7 separate regions of the Mus musculus genome follow, and regions 1, 2, 3, 5, 6 and 7 are each linked to region 4. A link is a contact called in public Hi-C, HiChIP or PLAC-seq and promoter capture Hi-C data. All regions are on one chromosome and are shown on one strand. Each heading gives the region's core, a stretch centred on a gene start, on an enhancer-like site or on the middle of the called end of the contact. The rest is flanking DNA. Distances are from core to core; before and after follow the strand shown.

Region 1 (2,862 bases), core at 58-2,557, 530 kb before region 4:
GGGAGTAATAGGGCCACACAGAGAAACTGTCTCAAAAAAAGAAAACAAACCAAAAAGGGTCTCACTTAGCTCAGGCTAACCCCTAACTCCCTACATAGCCAAGGATAATGTAGAGCGCGGGTCTCAACCTTCCTAACGCTGTGACCCTTTACTACAGTTCCTCAACTTGTAGTGACCCCCAACCAAAAATTAATTTTCAATGTTAGTTCATAATTGTTATGAATTGTAAATATTTTTGGAGACAGAGATTTGCCAAAGGAAATGCCCACAGTCTGAGATCCTGCTGCCTGCACCTCTGTGAGTGACATCACGCTGGGTGTGGGCAGTGCTGGGAACCAACCCCAGGACTCCAGTCATTTTAAGCCCATAATTTGTAAACTTATGAATTAAACAACCATCACAATAATGTAGTTTTAGAACATTTTACAAAGCCTGGAAATATCTGTGTGTGTCCTTTTATGTTTATTTTTATGTTGTCCAGGTTAAACAAATGGGCTCAAGCCAGCCGCCTATCTCAGCCCCGGAGGGGTTGGGACTACTATATTTCTTTTACTTAAAACATTATTTTTGGGGCTGGAAAATGGATCAGTGATTAAGAGGACTTATTGACTATTCTTCCCAAAGACACACATGTGATTCCTAGCACCCACATGGCTTCTAACAATCATGTCTAACTCTGGTTCTAGGGGATGTGACATTCTTGGCCTTCTCGGGCACTGCATGTATGTTAGACACAGACTTGCTGACACAAGCTGACCAGACAGCTACACATAAAAGTATTCCATTTTGCCTGGCGGCAGACGGTCACCCTAACTGCCCACACTGGGTCGAGGCTCTGGCCCGGATCCGATGCCCGGGCTCTAGGCACACACGGAGGCCGGCCTGAGGCCGGTGGCGGCTCTCCTCACTCTCGTCGCCATCCAGGCAGAGGCGGAGGCGGAGGCGGCCACGGGTTCTGGGCTGCGGACCCCTCGCGCAGGATCGGAGCTCAGGCCTGGCGGCAGACGATCACCCGAACTGCCGACACACGGAGGCCGGCGGGAGACCCGGAGCGGGGACGGAGGGCGGTGGCCGCTCCCTGCACACTCGCCGTCATCCAGGCGGAGGCGGAGCGGGAGGGGCGGGGCCTGGCGAGACCCAAACAAGCGCACGTGCGGGCCGGCCCGCCGCGGTGACGTCACGGCGCGTCGGCGCGCGCGCCCGCCTTACCCTTGCCGCGGGCCGTAAAGCGCGGAAGGTCGCAGGCCCCCGCGGTCCCGGAACTCTGCGCTCCGCGTCCCGCCCCGTCCCCATGCCCTGGCCCCCTTTCCGGCCGGCGCAGACCCTCTTCAGCGGCTGGGCTGCCCTTCACTTCCGCCGGGCGTTGCTGAGCGCGCTGCCCGCGAGATGCGGGCCCCTGAGGTAGGAAGCCGGCTGGGACCCGCGGGTCCGGGCGGCCTTCTGGTCCCGCGAACTCTTGCGCCCCGCACGCCCCTGGCGTCCGAGCTTTGGGCTCCGGCTCCCGGCCGTCCCTCCGGGTCTCTGAGGCGGTGCCACCGGTCGGGCGCCGGGATTGAGCCAGTGGAGCTGTGCGGGCCTCGGGGAGCCGCGCCGGCCGCCCCGGGACTGCGCGCCGGCTCTCCCAGGGCGGCCGACCGGGCCTCGGGGCGGGCTGCGGCTCGGGCGGGCGCGCGCGCACTGCTGTCACGGCCAGAGGTGGCCCCGCGTCTCTGCAGGTGGAATAGTTTCCCACCTTGTAATGTGCGGCTCGGCTGTGCTTCACCGACTCCTGTCAGAGACCTAGTCAGGGCCGTGGGGTTTCCGGTGGGTGACAGTTGTGTGTGATCCACGGTCTCCAAGCCTACTTTGCATGATGTCCGTGGGTGGGCGAGGGCCGCTGGCAGGGAGCAAGGCCAGAGGTCAACTTTGAAAGCCACAGGGATTTGCATCACTTTAAAAAACTAACTTCATATTTTTAATATTTACTGGCTTTGTTTGTGTGTAAGGTAGAGGTCAGTAGAGAAATTGGGGATGCGTTTCTCTCCTCCAGATGAATCCAGGGATCGTTCCTAGCCGATCAGTCAAGTACCCAGGTTTTTTGACTTTTACCCGCTAGCCATTTTTGTGGGCCCAACTCTCTGAAGCTCTCTTTTTTTTTTCTTTTTTTTTCTTTTTTTTTGGTTTTTTGAGACAGGGTTTCTCTGTACAGCCCTGGCTGTCCTGGAACTCACTTTGTAGACCAGGCTGGCCTTGAACTCAAAAATCCGCCTGCCTCTGTCTCCCAAGTGCTAGGATTAAAGGCGTGCGCCACCACGCCCGGCTCTGAAACTCTCTTGATACCTCCTAATGCACCTGTTGAAAAAATAAAAATCTGCAGTCGGGCTGGAGAGATGACTCAGTGATTAAGAGCACTTCCAGAGGTTCTGAGTTCAATTCCCAGCAACCACATGGTGGCTCACAGCCATCTGTAATGGGATACCCTCTTAACGGTGTGCATGAAAACAGTGTACTCATATACAGTAAATAAATAAAAGGAAAATCTGCAGTCTGGACCAGTTGGGTCACAATGTCCAGCAGGTTCTGTCCTTCCTTCCCCATTCGTTCATCCATCCATCCATTTTAACATAGAGTCTCACTAGTAACCCTGGTTTACCTGGAAGGCAGAGAGTCACCACACAGGCCTTCGGTTGGTAAGCAAGTGTCCTGTGGGGTTCTGTTGTGTGGGGGAGTGTGGCCGTCCACCTGTCTTTTTGACCAGCAACCCATCTGTGGTTAAAGCCAAACAGAAGAAACTCTGGAGTCACTTCAGTGCTGCCCCTTTGCTGGGGTTGATTTAAGAGGAGCCCAACAGAAACAGCCTGGGTTGTTTGGCAGAAGTTGTTT
Region 2 (2,700 bases), core at 28-2,527, 670 kb after region 4:
TAATTCTAATACTTTGGAGACTGGGGCAGGTGGATCGAGAGTTCAAGGCTAGCCTGAGCTACAAAGACCAGATATATATAATTTTTTTGCATTTCCAAGTTTTTCAGATTGGCATTGATTTTCTTTTCTCTCTTTATTTTTTTTTTAAGATTTATTTATTGTTCTACTTAAGTACACTGTAGCTGTCTTCAGACACACCAGAAGAGGACATCAGATCCCATTACAGATGGTTGTGAGCCACCATGTGGTTACTGGGAATTGAACTCAGGACCTTTGGAAGAGCAGTCAGTGCTCTCAACCGCTGAGCCATCTCTCCAGCCTGGCATTGATTTTTCTATGTGAATATTTATTTTATGTATATGAGAGTTTTTTGTGTGCACTGTTTGTATATCTGGTGCCTGCGGAGGTCAGAAGAGGGCACTGGATTCCCTGGAACCGGAATTAAATCGGCCTAAGAGCTGGTGCATGGGTACTGGGAACCCAACCCAGGTCCTCTGTAAGGGCAACAATTGCGCTTACTGCTGAGCCAACACTCCACCCACCCAGCCAGCAATGATATTTTAAAGTATGTTTTAGAAACAGAACACCTGGGCTGGGGTTGTTCAGCCCATCCGTAGAGCACTTGCTGCTTGCATCCTGGGTCCCACCACAAGCACTGGGACTTTTTAAAATGACATAGGGTGTTTTGTATTGTTTTGTTTTTTTTTAAAGACAAAACCAGGGGGCTGGAGTGATGGCTCAGTGAGATAAGAGCACTGACTGTTCTTCCAGAGGTCCTAAGTTCAATTCCTAGCAACCACATGGTGGCTCACAAGCATCCTCATGGGATCTGATGCTCTTTTCTGGTGTGCATGAAGACAGCTACAGTGTACTCACATACATAAAATAAAAAGATCTTAAAAAAAAAAAAGACAAAACCAAGAGTGTTGACAATGTTGCTGAATCAGATCATTTATTTAAAGGATCCAGGGAACCCCTACCTTGATCAGGTGAGTGATCCAACCTTAAACCGGACTCTCTCTTCCCCTAGGTGTGGTGCAGATAATGGAGGTGATTTTGAATGCCATGGTTCTCATATGCATCGTGGCTTCCTATTTTGTCCTGGCCGGATTCAGCGCCAGCTTTGCCAGCGGCAGCGGCTTCGGAAATAACTATTACTCACCTTTTGAGGGCACCGAGTTGGAGCAGGTTCGGCAGCTGGACCAGCAGTACACGATCCTGCGGTCGCCCCTGATCTACGGCGGCGTGGCTGTCTCCCTGGGGCTGGGCGTCCTCACTATGGGCGTTTTACTGCAGGGAGCTAAGAGTCTAAGGAAGCTGCCCAGGAGATGGCTGCTGCTGGAGGCCGCCTTCAGCCTCCTGGCCGCGGTGGGCTACTGCGTCGCCATTGGCTTTTACCTGTATGCGGCGTTGCGCATCAATTCCACCGACACTTGCAAAACCAGAGAAAGAGTCTACGCCCGCAAGGGCCTCACCTGGATGAACTGCCAGCTGGCGGGCACCGATGGGGCAGCAGCCACCTTCGCTTGTCTTCTAGTGATTTTATACGCGGCCAGCGTGGTGATGGCCCTGCGGGCCTACCGAGAACAGAAGCACTACAAAGACAGCCAGGAACAACACAGAAATTACCGTGATGTTCCAGAATACCTGTGGTCCGGGACGCTCTAAGGAGAGCTGGAACCTCCTTTGTTCCTCCCCTACAAGCACAACGTGATTTCCCATACTTGATTCCTAAGCTCCCTCAGTGCTCAGGCACCTGAGCAGAGTAAAGTTGTGAAAGGAGACCAATCAGTCTGCTGGACCACTCCAATGAAAGCTTAGGGGGCGGAGGTGGGGCGGGGCGGGATCATTCTTTGAAAATAGGGCTCTGCCTTGTGGTAAGGCTATAGTGTTAATTAAGTAGGAGACCAGCCAGAGAAGACACATCAGAGAGTAGCATGTGCCGTGCTACAGTAGAACTCCTCCCTCAAACTGTAAATAACTGTAGTGGGAACCGCATAAAGGCAATGGGGAGGGGCTGGAGAGATGGCTCAGCTGTTAGGGGCACTGGCTACTCTTGCAGAAGACCCAGGTTCCCTTCCCAGCACCCACTGTGTCTCACAATGGTCCGCAAGTCGTCTGGGAAAGGAGGGATCCAACGCCCTCTGCTGGACTTCAAGGGCACTGCATGAATGCCGTGTACCTATATGCATATAATTTTACACTTTTTTTTCTTTTTCTTTCTTCCTTTTTTTTTTTTTTTTTTTTTTGCGGGGGGGGGGGCAACAGCACACTACTAGGCAGTTGTGGGGCTGGGTTCAAATGAGTAACTCCCAGTGGCCAGAGGAAAATATTTTCCACTAGCTGTGCCATGTACATTTGTGGGGAGGAAGGTTATGCCATTGGAATTAACTTTTGATTTTTCTCTTTTAAAATACAAGTCCTTGATGGCCAGAGGGATGGCTCAGCAGGCGAAGGTGCCTGCTGCCAAGCCAGATAAATGGCCTGAGTCTGACCCCTGGGGCCCACATGGTGGAGAAAGAATGGACTCCCTCAGGCTGTTCTCCAAGCTTACACCCTGACATCTGCACTCACACCCCATGTAGAAATCGGAAAACAGGGGCTGGAGAGAGATGGCTAGCTGGTCGAGAGCCATTTACTGCTCTTGCAGAGGACTCTAGGTTCAGTTCCCAGCCCCTAACATGGCAGCTCACAACCATC
Region 3 (2,777 bases), core at 2-2,501, 640 kb before region 4:
AAAGCAATGTTGAAGATGTTGCGTACAGGTCAGCAATACAATTTGCTGACACAGGCTGGACCTGTGGTTCACAGGGGGCCGGGGCGGGGGAAGGGAGGTCTCTGTGAGTTGGAGAGCAGCCTGGTCTATCTACATAGTGAGTTTTGGGTCAGCCAGGGGCCAACAGTGAGACTTTGTTTCAAAAATGGAAGTAGGGGGAGTCTAAGTCCTGTTTTTTGTTTGTTTGTTTTGATTTATTTATTGTTATATGTAAGTGCACTGTAGTTGTCTTTAGACACACCAGAAGAGGGCATCAGATCTCATTGCATATAGTTGTGAGCCACCATGTGGTTGATGGGATTTGAACTCAGGACTGTCAGTCAGTGCTCTTACCAGAGCCATCTTGCCAGTCCCTAAGTCCTGGTTCTTAAAGAAGATGTCCAAGCAAAGGCCCTCGTGTTGTGTTTAATATTGACTATAACTTTTGGGACTTCAAGTTACAGGCCAGGTAGTTTCCTTGATTTTGTTACTTTTTTCTTCTTCTTCTCGAAACAGTCTTAGGTTGGCTTCAACCTTCCTGCTTTCACCTCCTGAAAGCTAGGATCACAGGCATATGCCGGGTTATGAGATGAAGGGTATCAAATCCATGTCTTTGTACACTCTACCAACTGACCCCTACACCCCCAGCCTCTCCCTGTTTTTATTCTAAAAGTTCACAGTTTTACTTTACATTTGAGCGATCATCTTGAAGGCCCATGAGCAAGGATTATAACCTATGTACGCTTAACATTCATCGAATTGTCGCCTGCTTCTCTAGGTAAGAAATACAGGTCAGACACAAAATGAGGCTCTCAGATACCGGAATACATTCGGTTTTGAAGTTCATCTACACACAACAAAGTTTTTAACCCTTCCTCCTCCACCCACCGTGAGTCACCGAACTGGCGAAATATTCCACCGGCCATCTTAGTTGTGTCAGTCCAAATTCACTTCTCTTTTTTCTCTTCCGTGTCAACAATCGAGAGATTTATACCACGGTGCCCCTACGCAGGTTTTCTCAGCAGCTCCAACAGTTCCTCCGGGAAGGCTATCCACTTTCCCGCCAGCCGGGTCCAGGGCGTGGGCCCTTCCTTCGCAGCGCAACCTCCGCTGCTTTTCACTCCGCCGCGGACTCCCGAGTCTACCGCCCGCTGGGGAGGAGCCACGCCAGCCCACGCCCGCGGCTCCGCCCCCTCATTTAAATACACGTCGCCGGCGGGTGCGTCGAGCTCGCCGCGAACCCAAGATGGCGGTGTGTGGACGTGTACGGGGGATGTTCCGCTTGTCGGCGGCGTTGCCGCTGCTGCTGCTCGCGGCAGCAGGGGCCCAGAATGGTCACGGTCAGGGCCAGGGTCCGGGGACCAACTTTGGGCCCTTCCCAGGGCAAGGTGGAGGCGGCAGCCCGGCCGGCCAACAGCCGCCTCAGCAGCCTCAGTTATCGCAGCAGCAGCAGCAGCCGCCGCCTCAGCAGCAGCAGCAGCAACAGCAGCAGTCGCTTTTCGCGGCGGGCGGGCTCCCGGCCCGGCGGGGCGGAGCGGGGCCCGGTGGGACTGGCGGAGGCTGGAAGCTGGCGGAGGAAGAGTCCTGCCGGGAGGACGTGACCCGTGTGTGCCCCAAACACACCTGGAGCAACAACCTGGCGGTGCTCGAGTGCCTGCAGGACGTGAGGGAGGTGAGGAGGTGGGACGAGCCTGGGGAGGAGGGCCGAGCCTGGTGCGGGCCGGAGGGTGTCGCCGGCCTGGAAGCCGCGGATGCCGGGCTGCAGCAGCAGCTTCCCTCTGCTCTTTTCCTTCAGGGCTGTGCTCGCGCCTCTCTCTTTCCTGCCCCTCACTCCCGGGTGCGTTCGGGCAAGCGGATCCCACCCCGATCCTTCCTCCTCCGGTCCCCTAGTTCGCTCCCTGTCGTCGCGGTGTTCTGGGATCAGGACCTCGGCTCACGGCCTCAGTAGGCGCAGGCCTAAGGAGCGTGTTTTCTGTTTGCGCTCCTGTCTTTTGTGTGATGCTCTATGCAGAGCGGTTCCTCGCCGGAAAACCAGTTTAGGATTTGTTTGCTATCCGTTTCGACCTCGCCAGTTTGTAGCAATGGATTTCAACGTGGAAAAAAAAATCGGTACATTTAAACTGCTAAAGATCGATCTGCTGTTTATTTAGCAGTAGGCGCTTGGTGAGCTAACCTGGGTTCTCTTCTGGTGTGAATGTAGTCAAAAGCCGAATTTACTGTTTCTACCACATTCTTTTTTAATTGGTAAATCTTTACTATTTACCTGGTGCTGAAACTATGCTTTTTTTTTTTTTTTTTTTTTTGTCTTCACTTCCTGTGGTCAGTTTGTAAAGGACCTCATTTTTTAGGCTGTTCCTTCATGTCCCTTGGAACCCTATAAAGTCTGAGAAAGTTGCAGGCAGCATTTGATGCTATATAATAAATATAAGGTGTTTGTGGTCTGTAGTGGGGTCTTTCTGAAGTCTTAAGATAGTTGTTTTTGAGACCGGATCTGCTTGTAGCCCAGGTTGGCCGCCTATGAGAGGCATCCTTCCGCATCTGGCTGAACCACTTCATCTAGTTTGAAATAATTTTAACAGTACCTTAGTGAGTTCTTCTAGAGCTTATATTACTTGGTGTGCTCCAGTTAAAAAACATTGACAACTTCTTTTCTATATTTGATGCTGCAGACGTGAGCATATTGGTAGAAATATTTGTTTTCAAAGGTTTAGATAAACAAGATTACTCCCAAAATCTGGCAAGTAGAAAATTGCTATTTG
Region 4 (2,738 bases), core at 138-2,637:
CTTAGGGCTGGCCATGTGACCATTGTACAATGACTGAAATGTTCTCTAGTCTGCACTGTGCAGCTGTAGTGGTTGGCTCCTGAACACCCAGATTATGGGTAGTGAAACTGACGTGCTGAATTTACAATTTGTACTGATTCATTACTTTGTTGTTGTTGTTGAGACTGGATCTAGCCCCGTGACCAATGCTAATCTCAAACGAGTACAGTATTTCTGCCCGAGCCTTCCAAGTGCCAAATCTCAAGCCTGTGTCACTACTCTGGTTAACTTAAATTTACATAGACACATATGGTCCGCTGTTACCAAGTTGGATGTCTTAACTCCTAATGTTTTTCTAGTTTTACAGGCTGCTGCTTTCTACTCTTCTGAAACCACCTACTCAACTGACTGTTACTAAGATTTGGCTGGGGGAAAAACACGTGCTCTCTCACATACTCAGCAAAACATTACCGAATTAAACATTCCCTATTTCGAACACCTGGAAACACCAGTGCACTATTACACACACGTATACTATTGCAGAAGCGGGGAAGGGCAAATCTTCCCATTTTCACTTGCAAGGGAGGGTGGCCTGACAATCTTCTGAGCATTGGATCACGTGCTTTGACCTATTTCTACACTTGGCCACTTCAGAAGCTGCAAAGAGAAGGCGGGACACCATAAGCAAATTCTCCACCTCCTCAGAGAGGCCACTCTCCGATCTAGCTGGCTTTTGACTGAGGCCACACTGAATGTGTCAGGTACTGCGCTAGGTTCTGCACATACCTTAAGTCAATTCATTTTCACTGCTATCTGGGAGCACCAGGAGGTTAAGACTAGCAAAGATAGGGCTCTTGGATTTCCCGCTCTAAAGCAATGTGCTAAGAGCTGAAACCGGAGAGGTCAATACCGAACCCTCGCCGCGGGCAAGCAGAACCGCTAGGCGCTGCAAAGCCAGGGCGGGGTCCCAGGAGCTCTTACTTCTCGATCTCCAGCGCTGCAACCTTCCGCTTTTCGTAGAGTTTATCATTCAGGGCCCTTACGATGTTGGGAGTGAGCGGCGCAAAATCCTTCTCTGGGTTCATGGTGGCAGCTCGCGCTGCGCCTGGGAGCCTCCAGACACCTTAGCCCGAGGTTGCCTGGGCCGTGCCAGGGCCGGGGGAGTGTGCGGCTCCGCGCGGACACCGGAGCCTGCTCATGGGCTATGCCGCCCAGGGCCCGCCTGCCTCGTCCCGCCGCCACGCGCCGCCTCGGGTCCCCCTGCTCCGACCCTGCTCTCCCACGCGCGACCCGGTCCGCCCCACGGCTCACGCGACCAGCTCCCGCCAGGAACCGGCAACGCTCACTGGGCCGCGGCCATGTTACTCAGGTCACGTGACGCCGCGAGCACTTCCGCCTTCCGCCGACCGAAGGTTCCGCCCCCCCAGGCCACGCCCTCTCGTGCTTGCTGCAGCGGATTGGCCACACTTGTCAGGGATCCACCCCACTCTTCACCTGCTGCTGGCTTCGGTGCGGGTTTTTGCTGAGAGTGAAGAGCAGGTGGTGGGAGCCGTTTCAGGCTCACTGCCAGAGCTTTGCGCAGAGCGGGGGGCTTCTGGAAACAGTTTATAGAGGGAGCCTAACTCAAATTTAATTTATGCATTAATTCTTTGGTCACTTAACAGTCACTTTCGCGTATGCCAACGTTTCCACCATTTTCACCATATCTTAACCATCTGTCTGATTTTACATTTTATTTCTGCGTGTGTGCATGCACCAACGAGCGCCTTTGGAGGCCATAGGGCAACTTGGGAGGGAGTCGGATCTCCCCACCCACTCACCATGTGGGGGTCCCAGGATTGAGCTCCAGTCCGCCAGGTTTGGCGGCAGATGCCTTTGTCTGCTGAGCCACCCCTCTAATCCAATTATTATTTTAGAGACAGGGTCTCAAACTCTCTCTATAGCTGAGGATAGCCTTGAAATCTCGATTCTCATGCCTTTATCTGCTGAGTGCAGGGATTACAGGCAAGCGTCACTACAGTTGATCTTATGTGGTGCTGGGCGTGGAACCCCGGGTCTGGTCAAGTCTACCAACTGAGTCAAACCCTCAGATTGTATTTAATACACATGTGCTACTCAGATGTGTGTGTACATATGTATGGAGATCCGAGGTCAGGTGTCCTCTTTTTTTTTTTTTTTTTGTTTGTCTGTCTGTCTGTTTGTTTTTTCGAGACAGGGTTTCTCTGTGTAGCCCCGGCTGTCCTGGAAGACCAGGCTGGCCTTGAACTCAGAAATCCTCCTGTCTCTGCCTCCCAAGTGCTGGGATTAAAGGCGTGAGCCCCCATGCCGGGCAAGGTGTCCTCTTTTGCTCTTATTTTTCCACCCTTATTGAGACAAGGTCTTATGTGTCCTAGGCTGGACTCTATGCATAGTGATTAAAAAAAAAAAGTCCTGGCTAATTTTTATGTCAACTTGATACAAGCTAGAATCATCTGAGAGGAGGAAGCCTCAATTGAGAAAATGCCTCCATTAAGATTGGGCTGTAGGCGAGCCTGTAAGGCATTTTCCTAATTAGTGATTGATGTGAGAGGGTCCTGCCCACCATGGGTGGGTCCACACTAGGCAGAGGTTGCTGGATTCTATAAGAAAGTAGGCTGAGCAAGCTTTAAGGAGAAAGCCGGTAAGTAGCATTCCTCCATGGCCTCTGCATCAGCTCCTGCCTCTATGTTCTTACTTTGAATTCCTTCAGCGATATAAGCTATATGGCGAAATGAACCATT
Region 5 (2,839 bases), core at 56-2,555, 580 kb after region 4:
TACCTCAGCAGCTGATTAAGAGGAGGTATGGTCATTATTAAATGATAGCTAACAATTTCGCCAGATTTATTTTATTTATAAGTGTGTGCATGTGCGTGTGTGTGCATGTACGTGTATGAGTGTGTATATGTGTGTGTGTGTGTGTGTGTGTGTGTGTGTGTGTGTGCACGTGAGTGCTAGTGCCTACAGAGGCTTCAGGTCCCCTGGAGCTGGAATTACCCCTGATGTGGGAGCAAGAACTGACCTAGGATCCCCTGCAAAAAACAGTATTGCTCCTAACCACAGAGCCATCTCTGTAGCCCCCGTAACTAACACCTTTAAACCCTTATTATTGCATAAAATTGGACAGGGGCTCTGTGCACACTAATCCCAATATTTATAATATGTAAGATAGGCACTGTCATGCCTATTTTATATTGATTTTCCAGTCAGACCTCACCCTTTGTACTCCATGGCAGTTTATGGTTTGTTTTTTTTTTTTTTCCCAGATGCATCCATTGGTTTAGTTGGATACATTGTATCCACTCTGGACAATCAGATAAAGTAGCCCAGAGTGGGTATATGTCTTGCCCAGGGGCGTACAATGATTAAGAAGTTGTAATTTTCTATAATTTGCTTTTTGTCATAAAAGGCAAATTCTTCCCCCTTTAATCAAACCAGACACCGGGAAATCTATACTCTCCTAGCCAAGAGCATGCGTGTTACCCTCTTACAAGGAGAGTGAAGATATTGGGCAATGACATAAGAGCTAAGAAATGTTACCTCCCTAGGGTGGGGTAAAGAAACAGGTGCGATGCCTGGAAAAATAATCTTTGTACAGCCTCCTTAGAGATAAGGGCAAAATACAGGAGGGAGAACAGCTTACAGGACCTTATGGGCTGAATAACGCTCTGGCAACACGCCTTCCAACCTCACCTCTGGAACCCCAGGGGTCTCTTCTCCTTCCATGATGCCCTAAAGGGATCCAATGCCCTTCTGGCTGCCTAAGAAGAGTAGACATTCCAGTATCATCTGCCATCCTCCTCGGCTTAGCCCACCTACAGGGAGGCTCCTCACCCTGACCCTTCACCCGACCCCTTACCCCTTACCCCTCAACCCTCAAGGGATTCCAGCTGCCCGTACCACAGCTTTCCTGGAGGCAGAGCCTTCTGGAGCCTGTCTTGCAAGGCGGGGGTGCTGTTTCAACATAAAGAAGAGGGCAAGCAGAAGGGTTAGGTATGCAAAATGCCAAGGAGGAGGAGTTCATGAGTCAGAGAGAGAACGGTGCTGAGCCTGGCAGGCAGTGAGCGAGCCTCTCAGTCATTGTGGGCCCTGAGGAAGCCTAAGGTAAGAAGAGAATTCCTTGGGGAGCAGCTATCACGAAGGGCATTATCCCAGCTACAGGATCAGTGTATCAGGTAACCCTGACATCTAAGCTGGGGATTTTGATGGCTGGAGGAAGAGGGCTAGGAAAAAGGAATGGTGTTGGGGAACACTCTGGTCACCAAGGGGATCTTCTAGAAAAGAAAAAAAAAAAAACAAAACCTCAAACTGCCTACCAGAAGCTGAACCCCACCAGCTCCACCCATAAAGGATGAGAAAGAGCCTCAAATGTGGGTAGGAATGTTGCAATGGAGCCCTAGTATATCTGACCATCCAGATTCTCTCCCGTTCTCCGCTGAATGGGGGATCGGAGCAGGGACCTGCAGGTTTTGTCCAGCTCAGGCAGAGTGGAGAGCATGGCCATTAATCAGATCAAATGGGTAGAGCTATTGCAACGAAACATCAATCAATCAAATGTCAGTTGTTCCTTTTGAAAAATAAGGAATCGGTTGCGGGGGGGGGGGGGGGCAGTGAGATGGTTCTGGGTAAGGGTGCTTGCCACCAAGCCTGAGGATCCGAGTTCCAGTCCCAAGACCCACTTGGTGGGAGAGAATCCGTTTCCACAGTTTTCCTCTGACCTCCGCACACATGGTAGGACATATATAGTACATATTAAAATGTAAATTTTAAGAATAGGGAAGTGGCCAACACTGTTTTGACAGTCTCATTGTGTCTAATTGGACACACAAAGGGCTCTGGAAGTCCAGAAGTGTACTGTAAGATGTGAAATATAATGGCCTTTATGGAGCAAGCATGTCAGCTGAGGTGGAGGGGACCTTTGCCTCAAACGGCCCTGGGTAATTCAATTTTGTTAGAGCCAGAATTTGATGCGTATAAAGTAAGTATGACATTGTGCCCATTCCCCTCAAGTCAACAAGGGCACCCCAAGTGTCAAGACTGTCCCCACAGATATTGGTTCACTCTGACATTCATAGACAGGTGTTTCCCTGAGCTGTGTGCCCAGCACTGTCCACGGGCTTGCAGGTGGGTACAGTCCCTCTATTAGTCTGACTTGTTGAGTTTGTTCATTGGAGTGTGGTAGCTAAAGGTGTAATCCTGGCACTTGGGAGGCAGAAAATGCTGTTTGGTTGAGTTCGGGGCCAGCTTGGGATGCAGTGTGAGTCACTGTCTTAAGCAAAGTTTGTTTTGTGGTTGTCTTTATCTGGTAACTTAATCCCAAGAGTTTCCCAGGTCTGTAGGCTATCTGTGGTGACGGCAGTGTCCCCAACCCACCTCCATTCCCTGTGTGTAGCGACTTCCTGCTGTCTCTACCTTCTGCTTGCTGGGACATTGTTTCCCTAAAGAATCTAAAGTGGAGTAGTGCGAGCCTTTAGAATGCTGGCCTCTTAGATTGATATGCAGGGTTTCTGTCTGTCTGTCTGTCTGTCTGTCTGTCTGTTTAGTTGACTTTGGTCAGGATTTCCCATTTTGCTTCCAAAAACATGTGTTCCTGATTGGTAGGAGAGGATCTGTAATC
Region 6 (2,803 bases), core at 219-2,718, 610 kb after region 4:
AGCACTTTGTTTTGGATCACAGTGGTGCACACCTTTAATCCAGCCCTTGTGAGGCAGAGACAGGCGGGTCTCTGTGAGTTCAAAGCCAGCGTGGACTACATAGAGAGTTCTAAGACAACCAGGGCTACACAGAGAGAAACCCTGTATTTTAAAAAGCACATGATGTTTTTATAGAGGACCCTGGCTCACTTCTCCACATGGTGGCTCTCAACGATCTGTGACTCTGGTTCTAGGGGACCCAACACCCTCTTCTGACTCCTGAAGAAACAATCATTCATGTGGGTTATTTTACATTTACATACATTCAGGCGAGACATTCATACACATAAAATAAAATTAATAAATCTTAATATATATATATATATATGAAAATGCCCACAAACATGTCCCATGGGTCACCCTTGCCTGAGACCGTCCCTCCCCAAATGTGTCTAGGTTTGTGTCCAATGAGTTTTGTGTTTCACAAAAATTTAACCAGAACACCCTGCCCTTAAGAGTAAGTGAAGCAGGCCCGTGAGGTGGCGCAGCGGGCAACAAAGTTCGCTGTCATAGTTGATGGGTGACTTGAGTTCGGCCCCTGGAACCTGCATGGTAGAAGGAGAGAGCTGGCTCTATCCTCTGCATGTCCCCAACACCAACCGGAAATTAATAAGGACATTAGAAACCTAACACAGTTGGGTTTGAGTTTTACATCACTGTGGTTTTTGTTCAGATTATCCCGAGGTTAAAGGTAGATGGGCCAGATATGGTGAAGCCAGTTAAGAGGGTGTGGAGAACTCGGACATTGGTGAACAGGGAAGGAGGGGCCGGATCTAAGGGATATTTGGGAGGCTTGACTTGGAAACAGGGAGGAGTGGGGGGGGGGGGGTGCTGGCCAATCACTGAGAAGGGGAGGGTTCACCGGAAGAAGACTGGACGTGGGCGGCTCCATTGTGAGTAGAACCTCAAAAGCCATAGCCTGGTGATGCTTTCTGAAATCTCCATGTGGAGGACTGGGGGGAGAGTCAGCTGTGCAGGTCAGAAATTCAGGAGAGCGGTCTAGCCTGGAGATAAACATTTGAGAGGCGTCAGCCTGTGGATGAGGCAGAACCCCTGGGACTCAAGTGTTTCTTCAGGCAAACACAGCAGTTGCTATGGAAACGCTGAAATGAGTAGTGGAGGGATTGGGTGAGGAGTCTGACCACCTCACCCGCCATAGCTCCGTATGTTCACAACAGGAGACAGGCTATGAGGTTAGGATGCTGGCCTATGAGGGTGTGCTGAGAGATATTGCAGTCTCCCACGTGTTAAGGCCCAAAGAAAATGAAAGACAGACTAGAGAAAGGTCATAAAGCGTTTCAAAGGAGGGGACTTAGAGCAGGGAGGGGGGCCCTGGAAGAAGGTCAGTCAGAATCTACGCAGTGTCAAGCTGACTGCCACAGCGGTGCAGTCAGAACATTAAATGTCACCTGCATGGCTGGAGATTCTGGGGTAGAGAAAGGGAGCAGCAGGCTGTGGGGTTTCCATGGCAACACAGCAAAGCAAATAACCTGACACCCTCTAAGATTCAAAACACCCAGCTAGGAAAGCCAGATCCAAGCCAACGACTGGACCCGTGGGCAAAGATGCCCACCGCCATGCCTGATAACCGGGTTCGATGCCTGAGACCCACCGGTGGAAGGAGAGAACTAGTTCTCACGCGTTGTCCTCTGGCCTCCCTATGTGCACCACTCCCCTCCCACCACCACACATAAATAGATGTAAGAAAAAAATTTCTTCTTCTTCTTCTTCTTCTTCTTCTTCTTCTTCTTCTTCTTCTTCTTCTTCTTCTTCTTCTTCTTCTTCTTCTTCTTTCTCCTCCTCCTCCTCCTCCTCCTCCTCCTCCTCCTCCTCCTTCTTTTTCTTCTTCTTTTTTTTTTTGAGACAGAGTTTCTCTGTGTAGCCCTGTAACTCACTCTGTAGACCAGGCTGTCCTCGACTCAGAAATCTGCCTGCCTCTGCTTCCCAAGTGCTGGGATTAAAGGCGTGTGCTACCACTGCCCCGCTTGGAATAAAAAAAAAAAATAACCAGCAAGTATTTTCAGATTTGCAAGCAGTCTCAAAGAGCAGAAAGATAATCTCTCAAGGAACAGAAACAAGAATAAAATTATGATTGAAATATTGCAGTAGCCAACTGGTGTGCAGTTCAGCCCTAGGAAAGAAAGCTTAGACCCAGGTAAAGTTAGGAGTTTAAAAGCCTGAATAAATCCAATCCCATCCAAAGGTTAACCTTGAATGACAAGATGGGCTCAAAAGAGAACTCTCGGCCATGAGTGATGGTTTACATCCATAATCCCGACCAGAGGCAGGAGAACTTCTGTGAGTTCAAAGTCAGCCTAAGCTACCGAGTAAGATCTTGTATCAGAACAAACACAGGACTGGAGAGACGACTCAGTGGCTCAGAGCACAGGACCTCAGTTAAATGTCTAGCACCCATTTCAGACATGCATGCTTCCTGAAACTCCAGCTTCCCGGGATCTGATGCCCTCTTCTTGCCTCCAGGGGTACCCACAGAGATGTGGGATGCACTTGCTCACACACACGCACACGCACACACACACACCACACACCACACACCACACACCACACACCACACACCACACACACATAATCCTCAGAACCCATTTTTTAAAGCATCAGGTACTGTGGCAATTATTGTAATCCTAGCACTTGGGGAGGCAGAGCCTTTCACCTGCCTAGCTTTCTTGGTGAGTTCCTGGCCAATGCGAGGCCCTGCCTTGGAAAGTAAGATGAACAGTGTCTGAGAAAGAGTGCCCAAGGCTGT
Region 7 (2,936 bases), core at 389-2,888, 540 kb after region 4:
AGCCAATCATAGTGGCCAGGCTGATCAAACTAGGTTCAAATAAGGCAAGCTCCAGGCACAAGCCAACTGAGCTAGCTCTTCAGTACAGGTCTTCTCCTGTCTATAAATACCCAGCCCCATGGCATCCCCAGTCTTACAAGTTGTTGTGGTGTCAATCATTCTTTGCCCAACTGAACTGTTATATTTAATTTGTCTATATTTTTTTTCTATTTTGCTATCTTTGTCCTTCACTCTGTCCAGGCGACTATATTCTACTCATAGCTAAATTCCCACAAACAAAACAAAACAAAACCCTTTGTCCTACGTTCTACATCTTGAAAAACCTAGACTACAAAAGGATTTTTAAATGTTTCTACCTCTTCAAATTGCAGGAGTTTCCCCAGCCATTTTCATTATGACTTATTTGGCAATTAAAAAACTATCAGGCTGTAAATTTTCCTCTGGCTCAGAATTAACCCTTGACCAGGAACACTCGATGCCAAATGTGTTTGGAAAACTCTATATCCACATCAAATCTTAAAAATGTCTACAAAGGGGGTGCCCAGGAAGGGGGGGTGTGAAATGAATCAAATGCATTCTACATTTGTATGAAAATTGCCTGTGAATAAAAAAGCTTGAAAAATGTATTCCTATGGATATTCTCATGTGTAGGAGACATGCACAAAGTATCCATCGTCAGCACTATTTGTGATGCATAACCAGCCTGAAAACAACCTACCCATCCCCTGAAAATACAGCTTCTGTATTGTTTTTATAGCTGGACCTTACCCAGCTGACATAGACACTACTTAGAAATTAACCAAGTACTCAAAAACAACAACAACAACAAAGCTTAAACTGTTGCATATGTATACACTTTTAAAAAAATAGGCTGTGGTAAACACAAAATTCAAAATAGTTGTTACATCTGAGGGTGGGAAGAGTCTGAGAGTCAGATGAAGAACGAATACACTGATGGATGCAGCATAAGGACCAGATTCGTTCTTATCTGGCTGCGCATAGGTAAGCATCCGTTACTTTTCTTTCTCTTAAAACTCTTTCTCTGTGTCTATCTCTGTCTCTGTCTCTCCCTGCTCCCCACCTTGGAAAAATAAGTGTTTTGGCTACGGTTATAGCCGTAAGAGACCTGCATCCATCCAAATGTCGCACTGCCTTCTACGGGGTATGAAATAGCAGCAATTCTGAAACTAGTCTGTGTGTACTCTTGCCATGTCGTCATCTTGTGTGCATGTGTGGGGCCTGACGTCGATGCAGCAGACCAGGCCTTAAGCTCGCTCTGTCCCCAACGGCTGAGAAGTGGCCCTGCTTTCCCTGCGGTGGCCCCGCGCCCTTCACCCTGCCTGGAGCCCGGGACAAGCAGTACACACCTGCAGGGCCGCGGCGGGTCAAGAGACCTGCGATGTCACCTCGAGCCGCTTCGCCCCCGCACGCAGCTACCCCTCTGTGAAGTGACACAGCTTCCCCGATCCGCCACCTGCTGAGTTTTCTGGGTCTGACAATGGTCGCCACTCAAGCGTCACCGCTGTGGACACGGAGACTTGGTGGCCCGCGAGGCTGGCTGCGGGAGCCCCTGCGTGCTGTCCGCCAAGACACACCGCGAACCGCAATGGGTCCGCACTCACCTGCGCAGCACGGTCCGCGCGCGGCCGGAAGTGCGTCACCGGCCCGACCCCGCCCCTCTAGGAGTGCTGCCCCCTCCCTCTCTGGGGTGCCCGCCTGGCCTCTGCGGTTCTCTGTCGCCTAGGACTCAAGCTCTTTGTCGTGGGCCATGGGTTCTGATGTCTTAGGACCCTTACTCCTGGAGTACTGGATAGACCCACCCGAGAAAGGCCACCCGAGTTTATGTCTTGGTAAAGCTGGAGGTGCCAGCAGGTGGACTGTGCCAGTGCGTCACAGGCTGGAGGACCCAGGGTCCACTTTAAAAATAAATGTTATGTAATGTCATGCAGGCCTGCTGCTGGGCCTTGATTGCAGTTGTTCTGGAAGCTGAGGCTGGAGATGGCGCTTAATGATACACTGCTTCTCGGGCACTCTGGGTTCAAAAACCAGGACAAATAATAATAATAACAACAACAACAACCTGATTTCCTACCATGAAATTCATAACTACCTGCTGTTGACACAAGAAAACAACTCTTACCTTAAAGGGGATAAGAGATAGTTTATTCTCAAACCAAATTTAAGTGATCATAGCCCAGGAGCCCAGATTTAGGTTGCCCCAAATTCCACGTTCCAACGCGGAAGCAGTTTTATAGTTTTACAGATCAAAAAAGTCCTAAATCAAAGTTTAAGATATATTGGTTGGGCCGGGCGGTGGTGACGCACGCCTTTAATCCCAGCACTTGGGAGGCAGAGGCAGGCAGATTTCTGAGTTCGAGGCCAGCCTGGTCTACAGAGTGAGTTCCAGGACAGCCAGGGCTGCACAGAGAAACCCTGTCTCGAAAAGAAAAAAGAAGAAAAAAAAAAAAAAAGATATATTGGTTGGGTGCATCAGAGAGGTCGGTACAGCAAGATAGGGGTCGCCTTTCTATATTTCAGATGGATGCTATATGATAACCTTCTTGGCTTTTGTGTTGGTGGAAGTCAATGGCCTGTTACAAGATCCCAACAGGTGTTTAATCTATATTACAGGATGTTAGTTCTTACAGAAAAATAAGCAAGAAATGGTTATTCAAAGTGGTAACACTGGCCCAAAATAAGATAATTAGCTAGCCTTGGCACCTGTAGCATTCCAATATCTCAACAGCACTATAGTTCAATGAGTCAGTCTCTGTAGACATGACTTCTGTTCGGGAACTGAAAATTGGCACTGCCTAGAGACCCACAAGTAATACATAGTAGAGGATACATGAAAATGATTTATAGTAACAACACTACTTTGGTCTAATGGCATACATATTTGCCATTGTCCCACATGGAATTCGGATGTCAGAGCC

The links. Promoter capture Hi-C pulls out the DNA fragments that hold promoters and counts their contacts. A called contact is a pair of places that touch in the nucleus more often than the background predicts. HiChIP or PLAC-seq counts read pairs in DNA pulled down with a chosen protein or histone mark.
Region 1: a contact with region 4 is called in a promoter capture Hi-C map of pre-B cells, with 4 times the contacts expected there. The contact joins the promoter of 9430091E24Rik here to the promoter of Vac14 in region 4. A contact is called at or near these places in 11 of 39 promoter capture datasets (the C10 cell line, the SN4741 cell line, embryonic stem cells and 7 more), 3 of 484 Hi-C or Micro-C datasets (CD4 T cells, CD8 T cells and cerebellum), 1 of 115 datasets of contacts at active chromatin or transcription factors (fibro-adipogenic progenitors) and 1 of 9 other capture datasets (embryonic stem cells).
Region 2: an H3K4me3 HiChIP or PLAC-seq map of forebrain shows a contact between it and region 4, with 6 times the contacts expected there. The contact joins the enhancer-like site here to the promoter of Vac14 in region 4. A contact is called at or near these places in 6 of 39 promoter capture datasets (the 3T3-L1 cell line, cranial neural crest, hippocampal neurons and 2 more), 2 of 484 Hi-C or Micro-C datasets (B cells and Th1 cells), 7 of 115 datasets of contacts at active chromatin or transcription factors (astrocytes, bone marrow-derived macrophages, embryonic forebrain and 4 more) and 1 of 9 other capture datasets (embryonic stem cells).
Region 3: a Hi-C map of B cells shows a contact between it and region 4, with 10 read pairs. The contact joins the promoter of Glg1 here to the promoter of Vac14 in region 4. A contact is called at or near these places in 1 of 39 promoter capture datasets (pre-B cells), 3 of 484 Hi-C or Micro-C datasets (B cells, CD4 T cells and memory CD8 T cells) and 1 of 115 datasets of contacts at active chromatin or transcription factors (memory CD8 T cells).
Region 5: an HNF4G HiChIP or PLAC-seq map of pancreatic cancer cells shows a contact between it and region 4. The contact joins the promoter of Chst4 here to the promoter of Vac14 in region 4. A contact is called at or near these places in 7 of 39 promoter capture datasets (the 3T3-L1 cell line, the C10 cell line, HPC-7-derived erythroid cells and 4 more) and 2 of 115 datasets of contacts at active chromatin or transcription factors (forebrain and pancreatic cancer cells).
Region 6: a contact with region 4 is called in an H3K4me3 HiChIP or PLAC-seq map of embryonic forebrain, with 5 times the contacts expected there. The contact joins the promoter of 1700064F23Rik here to the promoter of Vac14 in region 4. A contact is called at or near these places in 4 of 39 promoter capture datasets (the 3T3-L1 cell line, frontonasal cranial neural crest, hippocampal neurons and 1 more) and 5 of 115 datasets of contacts at active chromatin or transcription factors (the 230-238 cell line, bone marrow-derived macrophages, embryonic forebrain and 2 more).
Region 7: a promoter capture Hi-C map of hippocampal neurons shows a contact between it and region 4, with 3 times the contacts expected there. The contact joins the promoter of Zfp612 here to the promoter of Vac14 in region 4. A contact is called at or near these places in 19 of 39 promoter capture datasets (the 3T3-L1 cell line, 3T3-L1-derived adipocytes, the C10 cell line and 11 more) and 3 of 115 datasets of contacts at active chromatin or transcription factors (embryonic stem cells and stem cell-derived neural progenitor cells).

The regions. Positions count from the first base shown.
Region 1 is chr8:111,143,943-111,146,804 of GRCm38.p6, reverse strand. It overlaps 9430091E24Rik (RIKEN cDNA 9430091E24 gene), which reads left to right and starts at 1,307. Exons shown (of 3, transcript NR_040364.1): 1 at 1,307-1,401.
Region 2 is chr8:109,946,993-109,949,692 of GRCm38.p6, reverse strand. Marveld3 (MARVEL (membrane-associating) domain containing 3) reads left to right here. Exons shown (of 3, transcript NM_212447.2): 3 at 1,031-1,784. The coding sequence ends at 1,668. Among named protein-coding and RNA genes, the nearest start is that of Marveld3, 14 kb to the left of the region's middle. Within about 2 kb of position 1,277, at least 42 of the 459 cell types and tissues checked have an H3K27ac peak or open chromatin away from gene starts, as enhancers often do. A contact at or near this core is called in forebrain and trophoblast stem cells, where this site is marked.
Region 3 is chr8:111,257,684-111,260,460 of GRCm38.p6, reverse strand. It overlaps Glg1 (golgi apparatus protein 1), which reads left to right and starts at 1,251. Exons shown (of 26, transcript NM_009149.3): 1 at 1,251-1,690. The coding sequence starts at 1,265.
Region 4 is chr8:110,617,216-110,619,953 of GRCm38.p6, reverse strand. Vac14 (Vac14 homolog (S. cerevisiae)) reads right to left here and starts at 1,387. Exons shown (of 19, transcript NM_146216.3): 1 at 961-1,387. The coding sequence starts at 1,064.
Region 5 is chr8:110,037,800-110,040,638 of GRCm38.p6, reverse strand. Chst4 (carbohydrate sulfotransferase 4) reads left to right here and starts at 1,305. Exons shown (of 2, transcript NM_011998.4): 1 at 1,305-1,397.
Region 6 is chr8:110,005,190-110,007,992 of GRCm38.p6, reverse strand. It overlaps 1700064F23Rik (a long non-coding RNA gene), which reads right to left and starts at 1,468. Exons shown (of 3, transcript XR_879187.1): 1 at 1,190-1,468; 2 at 902-1,043; 3 at 467-584.
Region 7 is chr8:110,078,436-110,081,371 of GRCm38.p6, reverse strand. It overlaps Zfp612 (zinc finger protein 612), which reads right to left and starts at 1,638. Exons shown (of 5, transcript NM_175480.4): 1 at 1,368-1,638.